Linked DNA regions of Capra hircus: region 2 is linked to region 1. Evidence: chromatin contacts called from public Hi-C data. All regions are on one chromosome and are shown on one strand. The core of a region is the stretch at or near the end of the contact, and the rest is flanking DNA. Distances in the headings are between cores, read along the strand shown. Region 1 holds the start of ELF1 (ETS-related transcription factor Elf-1). Region 2 overlaps ELF1 (ETS-related transcription factor Elf-1).

What was found. Hi-C and Micro-C count contacts between places; a contact is called where the count stands out from the background.
Region 2: a contact with region 1 is called in a Hi-C map of blood, with 4 times the contacts expected there. The contact joins the enhancer-like site here to the promoter of ELF1 in region 1. A contact is called at or near these places in 2 of 5 Hi-C or Micro-C datasets (both in blood).

What each region holds. Positions count from the first base shown.
Region 1 is chr12:75,258,364-75,263,785 of ARS1.2, reverse strand. It overlaps ELF1 (ETS-related transcription factor Elf-1), which reads right to left and starts at 2,347. Exons shown (of 9, transcript XM_018056807.1): 1 at 1,949-2,347. WBP4 (WW domain-binding protein 4) reads left to right here and starts at 2,411. Exons shown (of 10, transcript XM_018056809.1): 1 at 2,411-2,758; 2 at 3,659-3,731. The coding sequence starts at 2,757. It overlaps TRNAE-UUC (a tRNA gene), which reads right to left and starts at 1,918; the gene lies at 1,847-1,918.
Region 2 is chr12:75,339,341-75,344,762 of ARS1.2, reverse strand. All of the region lies in intron 2 of ELF1 (ETS-related transcription factor Elf-1), which reads right to left. Among named protein-coding and RNA genes, the nearest start is that of TRNAK-CUU, 13 kb to the right of the region's middle. Within about 2 kb of position 2,677, at least 2 of the 5 cell types and tissues checked have an H3K27ac peak or open chromatin away from gene starts, as enhancers often do.

The DNA.
Region 1 (5,422 bases), core at 1,098-3,597:
TACTCTCGAGTACATATAAAGCCATTTGCAATTATAGCTGGTTCTCAGTTGAAAATCACATCCATTTTAGCACAATTTGGTACAGTATAATAGCAAGTCATTAGGAAATGCAAGATCAGGAATGAAGCACTATGGAAACAATTAAGGCAGAGAGTTCTTTTCTTTCTTCCAAATTCGAGCCTCAGTAAATGGTTTCTGAACAATGACACAATCCTCTATTTAAACAAAACTTTTCCACTCTTATTACTGACACAAGAATTGCTCAACAATTCCTGAAGCTCTAAAGTTTGTGAGTGATACGCTTTATCAAGAATTTATGGCTCTAAACCCAGAGCATAAGGAAGTGAAAGAGCTACACAAAGTTATACTGATCAAAGGAGCCAAAATATACTTTTAGTATTCTCTCCACAACCTCCTCACATTAAAAAAACGTGAACATCAGTCAACTTTCAAAATATCTGAGGGTGCTTGGTGTAAACATCCAAATATTTAAATTAATAGAGACTATCTAAAACATATTTAGCTGTGGAAGTTTATTTACAATGTGAAAATAATTAATCCTTAATCATGCCGATCACACTAACAGATTATTCCAAAACTCATTGTACAGCTAAAACTATCAAAACAAGAGTTTGAGAAGGCACGTACAACTCAAGTTTCTGCTGCTCCTCACGGCACTGCCCAGAAACCCATCCACAAGAGCCACTTCTTCCCGCTTCATTTGTTCCCAGAGGCCCAATAGGCTAAACATTATATAGCTCACCCCATTTTCTCATTTCAGCTTGCATTTAAGATAATGCTTTTGTTTCATTTACAACTCACATGCTGCTGACACAGCTGCCCCTTCTTTGTAATAAACACAGGGCTTCTATATTTAAAAATACAGTGAAACTTTGTTATAACATCCCCTCCCCAGGCTCCGGCCAATTTTCTCTCTTCCGAGCCCCACCACCACGCCAGGATTTGCTAGCCGCGGCGCTCAAAACGTTATAGACCCTTTGGAGAAGTCACATTTCTTCTTGAAAGACATCTCATCCCAATGGTTATTTTTCTTCTGCAGAACGCGCGCGCGCGCGCGTGTGTGTTGGGCGCGGAGCGGGGCGCGGAGAACCGGACGGATGCCCTCGCCCTTCCCGAGCCAAAGCACTCAGGTCTGCGGCTCCCGAGTCTGGGGTGCTTTCTGTGAACGGCGGCCGGCGCCCCACATGTCAAGCCGGGGTGCCCTCGGCGCGGGGCTCGGGCGCCCCGGGGGGACCCGCGCCGGGCGGGCGGCAGCGGCGCGGTCGGGAGAGCGCGCCCGGGCCGTCGGGGGTCCCCGGCCCGCACCCCGCCCGGGGGCTGCTTTGTGTCGGGGGTCCGGGGGGCGGGCGGGGTGTTTCTAGTGAAGACCCCGGGCGCGATGACTCGGGGCTCCGAGCCGGGCGCGGGCGAACACGCCCCGCGTCGCACGGGACCGTCCGAGGCGAGGGTGTGTGCCTGCCGGGGGCGCTGGGGGCCGATAAGGCGAGGCCGGGGTTAATCATCGCCTCCCGAGCTTTGGGGAGGCGACGGCCCGGGCCCGCAGCGGCGGGAGGACGGCCCCGGGAGAAGCGAAACCCCGCGCCCCGCGCCTCTGCCCCGCCGGCCTCCCGCGCGAGCAGCGGCAGCCTGAGCGCACCCGCTCCTCCCGCCCGCCCGGCTCCGCACTCAGGCAGCCCAGATCTCACCGCAGGGCTCCAGGGCGCGTTCTCCACCAAAATCACCTGGATGGGGCGGGGGAGGGGGGGGCAAGAAAAAAAAAGAGCCAGAGCCACTGGAAATAAAACAAGTCGGTTTCGCCTGTCAGTTTCTGAAAAGTGTTACCACGTTCCCATACCGGGAGTCGAACCCGGGCCGCCTGGGTGAAAACCAGGAATCCTAACCGCTAGACCATATGGGAAGTGCTGTGAGGAGCTCCGCGGTGACTCACCTGACAAGAGCGAACGCCGCCGCCCCAGCTCCACCACCCGCAGCCGCCGCCGCCTCGGGGCCGCCGCCGCCTGCTCCCCAGCTCCCCACGCGCTCGCGAGCCCGGGAGCGCGCCTGGCAGGAGCGCGCGGGCGTCCCAGCGGTGGGGCGGGGTCGCTCCGCCGCCTGAGGAAAAGTTCTGAGGCCAAGCCCAGCGACTCTCGGCCCCAAAACCAGCTGTTTCACCTTTCTTTCTTTTTTTTTTTTTAAACTCCGCCAACGGCCCGCTCCCCAGCCTACGGGTCCGGGCTGCTCCGCCGGTCAAAGTGCGTGGGGACCAGTTGGCAAAGTTGAGGGCGGCGACGTCTCTGGGAACAGCTGTTTGCGTTCGGGGCGGAGGCGGCGCGCGAGCTCCTCGGGCCCCGAGCCAGCGAGCCTAGAAGGAGGTGGAGGTTCTGGATCTCGGGAGGGGAAAAGAGAGAGAGAAGGCGAGCTGACGCGGAGACGCGAGACTCGAGCGTGCCCCCAAGTCCCGTCGCGCTCTCGCCCCTGGTCGGCGACCTCAGCCCCTTATAACGACCCCACCTCTCGGGGAGCCGGAGGCCCGCCCCTCGAGGAGGAGCGCAGGGGAGGCGAGCGCGAACGCGGATTGGGTCGCCGGGGCACCCGTAGTTGGGAGCGGCGGAACGCGGGCCCCGGGGACGGCGGGAGGCGTCCGCGCTCCGAGGCTGCGGTGGGCCTCGTGGTGAGCTGGGGCCTGGTTGTCCCCGCGCGGAGAACGCGAGCCTCGGCCGGGGCCGGGGGCGGCCCGCGGAGCGCCTGGACCAGTCATGTGAGTCGGGTTTCTCAGGCTCTCAAACAACGAGGTCTTGTTTCTCCGGGCGGCCCTTCTCCCGCCGGGTCTCTCCCTCCGCCACCGCCCCTCTCCCCCCGCGCGCCCTCGGCCAGGGGCGTGACGGAAGCGCCCTTAACTCGCTCGGGGCCGGCTGCGGACCGGCGCGGCCGGTTCTCCCGTCCCGGGATGGGGACGCGCGGGCTCTGGCAGGGAGCCTGGCGGCCCCTGCAGGTAGGACGGCCGCCGTGGAGCGACAGAGGGCTGCCGCCGCCTCCACCGTCGGGGGCCGCGAGCATCCTCGTTCTGGCGGCGCTTGAACCGTGGGGTGTTGTGAAACCGGAGGGTTGGACTGCGGCCACCGCTGCCGCCTCCGCCTGCTAGAAGCGGCCAGCCCTGGTTAGCTTATGACTTTAATTTTTGGTCTTGCCTGCTGAGAGATCCTTGAGGCTCAAGAACAAACTATTAACTGATAGTCTCGGAGGATCCACAGTCTCCCACCAGAAGCGTCTTATGTTTAGTTCTTTGAGTGGAAATAACGATTTCACGTGAACTTTTTGAGTTTCTTCAAGTCTCCATTACGGTAACCTCACCTCCAAAAATGCCAGAAAGGAATGGATGATCTTCTCCAGCATGTTCCTTATTTCTTAATACTGATGACAATAACAAATGATACATTTTTTAAAGCTATTTTGTTGAAGGGAGTTTTAAATACGGTGCAGACTTTTCTACTCTAGTGGCAACAATTTCAGTTGACTGCTTTCAATCGGCTAAATAATAAAGCAGGATGCTGTGTGTAACAAGATTGTGAAGCTTGCATGTCGGATTGCAAGTTGAAGATGGAAATCACGCAAAAATTACCTTTTTAGGTTCTAAATAAACTTGTTTTTTCTTTTCCAGGGCAGACTACTGGAAGTCACAACCCAAGAAATTCTGTGATTACTGCAAGTGTTGGATCGCGGACAATAGGCCTGTATGATGATTCCTCTGTTAAGAGTCTCCTGATAACTGTGTTCATGCGAGATGTTCTTTGTTGATCTCAACTGAGAGCTTACAAAGTACTTTCATATGCGTTGCTCTTGATTTTTCAAAACATCGAACAATTTCTGTTGTGTTTTCATTCCTTGTAGGAAAGTTGTGAGCCTTCTTTATCATCAGCCCAAATTTGATTATCTACTAAGCCAAATTATTTCTCTCTGGCCCTTCAGTCACATTCAGGAACTGGACATTGAGTGGGTAATCACATTCATGTTTATGAAACACCTAGGTTATGACGGTGCTGTTTGTAATATTGTTGTATACAAAGAAAAGTAAAAGCAGAAAGTCCTTAACTGTAAAAAGAAACGTTATTGTAGTTTTTCTTGTATATTTCTGCTCTCTAGGTAGTTAAATATTTAATGTAGAGCTTTATATTTCTAAATGCTTAAATTTGAAAGACATCATTATCTTTGTCATGGAATATGAAAACAACAAACTTTAAGCACATTGTTAGTATATCATTTAGTCCAAATTCACCTTTTAAGACATAAAAGGAAAGACACTATTGATTTTTTTTTTCACCCCATCTCATGCATGTTTTTGTACTATGTATGTAGTAGATAAATGATAGGGTATTTTTTAGATGTATATTTGTATCCGTATTACTTGGTAGAGGTGGATGGGTAAAATAATAGTAACACCATCTGTAACAATGTTATGTTTCTTTGGTAGACGTTTATTTATTATTATCTGAAAAGAGTTTGAGTATATTTTTCAGTTTTGTCTTTATTTCTTCTTGAATAGTTGCTAAAGTTCTTGACTATCTTGTTTGATTTTGCCCATCCTTACCAAAAAAAAAAAAAAGTCACAAGTTTTAAAAGCTATGCAAATCACGATAGCCTCTCTTCCTTGGAAGTATGCAAGCAATTCAGTTAAGTTTTTGAGTTATCTAGAGAAAATAATTCTTTCTAGGAGTGTCTTTCTTCATTTCCTTGAATGGCTAATACACATTGATTTAACCTTTAACTAGAAACAATTTATTTTTGATTGGGCCTTTAATATTCTCTGTATAGTAAAATCAACTTTAGGAAACCAAGATATGAAAAATAGAGGATGAATATTTGCTTTACGAAGTCACACTTTAAAGAGGAATTCACAGCAGTACTTTAGAGTAACTCAGCAAGTGCATTAGGTAAGAATTGATTGACAGGACTTTGCAAAGTTACCCAGAAATTTCTTATTTCATACAGCACATTTGAAATTTAGAGAGCATTCTTGCTGTTAAATAGGTAATGATATTCACTCCTCAGCTCAGTCCCCATCCATCCAGTTACCATCATTCCTCATAGGTTACCCCTGTTTTCACATTCTTGTCTGTGCTTCCATATTTGTATCTAAATGTTTCTGTAGATTCCAGTGTGCATAGAAGGTAGCATGCTGTTTACACTGTCGTGCACCACAGTTGTTTTATTTTTTTTAATTGGATAGCATATCTTGATGCTCTTTTATCATCAGTGTATAAGGAGCTCCTTTGTTCTCTATTACAGCATCCTAATTTTAGCTTGCCGCGCATAGGAGTTTTACGTTTTATATCATTACCACATTGTATGATAGTATTTGTTTACAATTTGGAAGGCATTTTTTAATGCCTGCTTTTCTCTCAATTTGGAGAAGTTGAGAATCATT
Region 2 (5,422 bases), core at 1,428-3,927, 81 kb before region 1:
CACAGTCATGTACTCCTATAACCAATACTGCTTCCCTGGTGGCTCAGATAGTACAGAATCTGCCTGCAAAGTGGGGAGACCTGAGTTCAGTCCCTGAGTGGGGAAGATCCCCTGGAGCAGGGCATGGCAACCCACTCCAGTATTCTTGCCCGGAGAATCCCCATGGACAGAGGAGCCTGGCAGGCTACAGTCCATGGGGTCGCATTGAGTCGGACGCCACTGAGCGACTAAGCACAGCACAGCAGTGCCCCTCTCCAGAAGCAACCACTGAAGCCAGTATCTTTGTTCCATAACAGAGGCAGTCTATGCATAGTCAAGTATATTCTAATTTGCTTTAGACAATCATTTCTAGGTCACTTCCAGGTTTTAGTGTGCCGGCTTGCAGCCGGCTGCGCTCAGATATGCAGATACCACCACCCTTATGGCAGAAAGTGAAGAGGAGCTAAAAAGCCTCTTGATGAAAGTGAAAGAGGAGAGTGAAAAAGTTGGCTTAAAGCTCAACATTCAGAAAACGAAGATCATGGCATCTGGCTCCATCACTTCATGGGAAATAGATGGGCAAACAGTGGAAACAGTGTCAGACTTTATTTTTTTGGGCTCCAAAAATCACTGCAGATGGTGACTGCAGCCATGAAATTAAATGATGCTTTCTCCTTGGAAGAAAAAGTTATGACCAACCTAGATAGTATATTCAAAAGCAGAGACATTACTTTGCCGACTAAGGTCCATCTAGTCAAGGCTATGGTTTTTCCTGTGGTCATGTATGGATGTGAGAGTTGGACTGTGAAGAAGGCTGAGCACCGAAGAATTGATGCTTTTGAACTGTGGTGTTGGAGAAGACTCTTGAGAGTCCCTTGGACTGCAAGGAGATCCAACCAGTCCGTTCTGAAGGAGATCAACCTTGGGATTTCTTTGGAAGGAATGATGCTAAAGCTGAAACTCCAGTACTTTGGCCACCTCATGCGAAGAGTTGACTCATTGGGAAAGACTCTGATGCTGGGAGGGATTGGGGGCAGGAGGAGAAGGGGACGACCAAGGATGAGATGGCTGGATGGCATCACAGACTCGATGGACGTGAGTCTGAGTGAACTCTGGGAGATGGTGATGGACAGGGAGGCCTGGCATGCTGCAATTCATGGGGTCACAAAGAGTCGGACACGACTGAGCGACTGAACTAAACTGAACTCCAGGTTTTAAGATGTACTTTAAAGGCACGGATATGAAAACTGTCTGTTTACAAGCTTACGTCAGAAGAGATTACTCATATTTAATGGGCTAAATGCGGGGGGGTGGGGAGGCAGTCATCTACGCACAGTGGTCACATACCTTCTGGCTTTGCTACTGTTATTAGCTAATATTTATTAGCACCAGGCATTTTGCTCACTGCTTCACATGGATTACCACCTTATGTCATCATCACAAAAACCCAATAAGAAAGGCACATCCGATGATTTACCTTATACACAGGAAAATGAAGTCTCAAAGAGAAGGAAAACAGTTCACTGTAAATGGAAGAGTCTTAACCTAAAGTGGACTCCAGAGACCAAGTTCTTTGCCTTTTCACTATTATAGCCAGTCTGAAGCATGATGCTGTTTTGTTCTGGAACTTTTTTTTCCCTTTTACGTATTTACTTAGCTCTGTTTAGAAACACAGAATAGGTGAGGAGCTGTGTTTGCAGCATGACTTTCAGTGTTATCTTTTTCAAGGACTTCTCCAATCCAACTCTACTATAAACCACCTTGAGGGCACAGCCAGCTCCTGCCACTCCCCAGGGACTTCCCAGGATCACTCCCAATTTGGCCGTACTGTCTTTTCCTTCTAGACACTGGCTCGTCTCATGAAAAACACAGGCCACTCTTCTCTAGTCCACTGAGATGTGTATTCACAGTTGTTCAACTCTTAATTTCTCCAGGGTGCTGTTAATTCATGTACAATAAATAGACCAACTCTGCGTCTCAGGTAACCAGCCTCAATCTGTATACACAAAATAGATCCAGGAAACCCTTCTCGGGTGACTGGAAAGACCCTTCCACTATAACCATAAAGAGAAGGAAAACAGATACTCCAGAAACGCCTGCTGCGGATCTGGGCTCATGGTAAACTCCTGCCTTATAAACTGATTGACTAAACTCACTGACTACTAACTGAGTCATCAGGAACTTTAAAACTTCATAACCACACATTCTAAAATTCCTTGTAGAGCATCCCTGGGGGCTCAGTGGTACAGAATCTGCCTGCCAATGCAGGAGACACAGGCTCGATACCTGGTCTGGGAGGATCCCACATGCTGCAGGGCAACTAAGCCCCTCGCCGCAACTGCTGCAGCCCAGGTGCCCTGGAGGCTGAGCTCCACTGCAAGAGAAGCCCACACACTGCACCTGGAGGGCAGGCCCCGCTCGCCGCGACAAGAGAAAAGCCGGAGGAACAATGCAGGCCCGGCACAGACAAAAATAAATTAGAAACAAAAGTTGCTTTAAGTAATAAAATCCCTGATAAAGAAATGGACCCTAATCTCTTGAGTGAAAAAAAAGATGGTAAAATTTCACATACTGAATTTTCTAGATTAACATTTTTAAAAATAAATAAAATATGGGGACTTGTATTAATTTGCTGTAGCTGCTATAACAAAGGACCACAGGCTACATGGCTGAAACAGCAAAAATGTACTGTCTCTCAGTTCTGGAGTCTGCATGGCTGATATCACAGCAATGGCAAGGTTAGTTCCTGAGGGCTATGAGGGAAGGGTCCATCCAGGCCTCTCTCTTTGGCCTGTAAATGGCTCTCTTCATGCTCACACAGCACTCTCCCTGTACGTGTCTCTGTCCAAGTTTTCTCTTCTTATAAAGGCACTCATCATATTGGATCAGGGGCCCACCTTATTCCAGTATAACCTCATGTTGTATCCACAATAATCCTATTTCCAAGTAAGGTCACATTCTGGGGGTCAGGGCTTCAACATTTGAATTTGAGGAGTGAAGGGCAATTCAGACTATAACAAGACTCAAGTTAATTTAGCTTTAAGTCTCTCATTTGACAACTAAGTCCCTCGACCCTAAACAATCTCGATAGCTTATGGCAATAAATGCTAGTCTCTCAGTCGTGTCCATGGGCTGTACCCGGCCAAGCTCTTCTGTCCATGGAACTCTCCAGGCTAGAATACTGGAGTTGGTTGCCATTTCCTTCTCCAGAGGATATTCTCAACCGGGGGATCAAACCCAGGTCTCCTGCATTACAGGCGGATTCTTTACCATCTTTATGGCAATTAAAATATATACATATATATATATATATATATATAGCCATGACATTAAAAGATGCTTGCTTCTTGGAAGAAAAGCTATGACAAACCTAGATAGCGTATTAGAAAGCAGAGACATTACTTTGCCAACAAAGGTTCATATAGTCAAAGCTATGGTTTTTCCAGTAGTCATGTATGACTGTGAGAGCTGGACCATAAAGAAGACTGACCACTGAAGAACTGATGCTTTTGTACTGTGGTGTTGGAGAAAACTCTTGAGAGACCCTTGGACTGCCAGATCAACCCAGTCAATCCTAAAAGAAATCAATCCTGAATATTCGTTGGAAGGACGGATGCTGAAGCTCAAATACTTTGGCCACCTGATGTGAAGAGCTAACTCATTTGATAAGACTCTGATGCTGGGAAAGATTGAGGGTGTGAGGAGAAGGGGATGACAGGGAACAAGACAGTTGGATGGCAACACCAACTCAATGGACACGAGTTTGAATGAGCTCCGGGAGATGGTCAAGGACAGGGAAGCTTGGTGTGCTGCCCTCCATGGGGTGGAAAAGAGTCAGACAAGACTGAGCAACTGAACAACAAAATAGTAATTCAGGAATAGTAACAGGAATTGTTACAATAGTAACAATAGTAACTTGTTATAACAGTAACAAATAATTCAGGAATGCAACAATAGTAACAATGAATACATTCATACATATTCTACATATATCATAAAAATATAAGAATATATATAAAATAATATATACAGAACACACATAATATAAGACTATATAGACAGAATATGTATAATATATATACTATATAAGAATATATTATATAACATGTATTAAATGATATATATAACATATTCTTATATATATAAGAATGCATTCTTATATAAGAATATATTCATATATATACATACACTTATTACTATTCCTAAATTAAGATTAGATAGTATCCTTCAAGTTTCTTTGCTGAAGACCATCAAAGTCTATCTACCTAGTTTTGCCATACCATTTCAACCAGACTCCTTCCTAAGATTTATTTAAAACAAGAATTTCAGGAAGGTCAGAGCTAATCATAAAATGGCCACATTTCTAATAGTTAGCAATAAGATGTAAACTTCCTTTAAGAAATAAGGGAGTCAACACTTTACTGATGATCAAACAAAAATACTACATTTTATTTGGCTGGCTACTTAAAAAATCTTTTTCTCCAAATCCTCTAAATCAACTTTAAAACCTCTCCTCTTTTAAATAATTATATTAAATAAGCATCTCCTCTTCGGTACCTTTCACTTGAATCGGGGAATCTAAGTAAACTCTATCTGTGGGTATCAACCCTGACTATACACTGAGAAACATCTAAAAATATCAGTACCTTACCCTGCTGCTCCTGCTGAGTCGCATCAGTCGTGTCCGACCCTGTGCGACCCCAGAGACGGCAGCCCACCAGGCTCCGCCATCCCTGGGATTCTCCAGGCAAGAACACTGGAGTGGGTTGCCATTTCCTTCTCCAATGCATGAAAGTGCAAAGTGAAAGAAGTCGCTCAGTTGTGTCCGACTCCCTGGAAACCCCATGGACCGCAGCCCACCAGGCTCCTCCATCCATGGGATTTTCAAGGCAAGAGTTCTGGAGTGGGGTGCCATTGCCTTCTCCTACCTTACCCTATATGGGACCAAATATATCAGAATATCTAAGCATTATGACCAGCATATGTTATCAAAGCTTCTCAGATGATTCCAATGAGAATGCAGAGGTCAGAACCACTGCTCCTGAGAATTACAAGATTCTAAATTGCATTCCTGGGATTTCCCTGGTGGTTAAGACTCTGCCATGCCATGCAACGGACAGGGGTTCGATCCCTGGTCAGGGAACTAAGATTCCACACGCCACGGGGCAACTGGGCCCAAGCCCAAGTGCAACAACTGAAGAGTCCACGTGTTGCAACCGAGACCCAGTGCAGTCACATAGATTTTTTAAAAATTTAAAAATAAACTGCACTCCCTAAATTGAGTCAACTCTTATTATTGATGCCAATGTCTGCTTTCCTAGTAATCCAAAGAGATAAGCAGTTATATTATTATGTTATGAGATCTTTCGCTATTTGGCACTTGCAGATTACATTCCCATTTGCTTTTGAAACAGAATCAAAATAAATCACAAACGATGGGTGG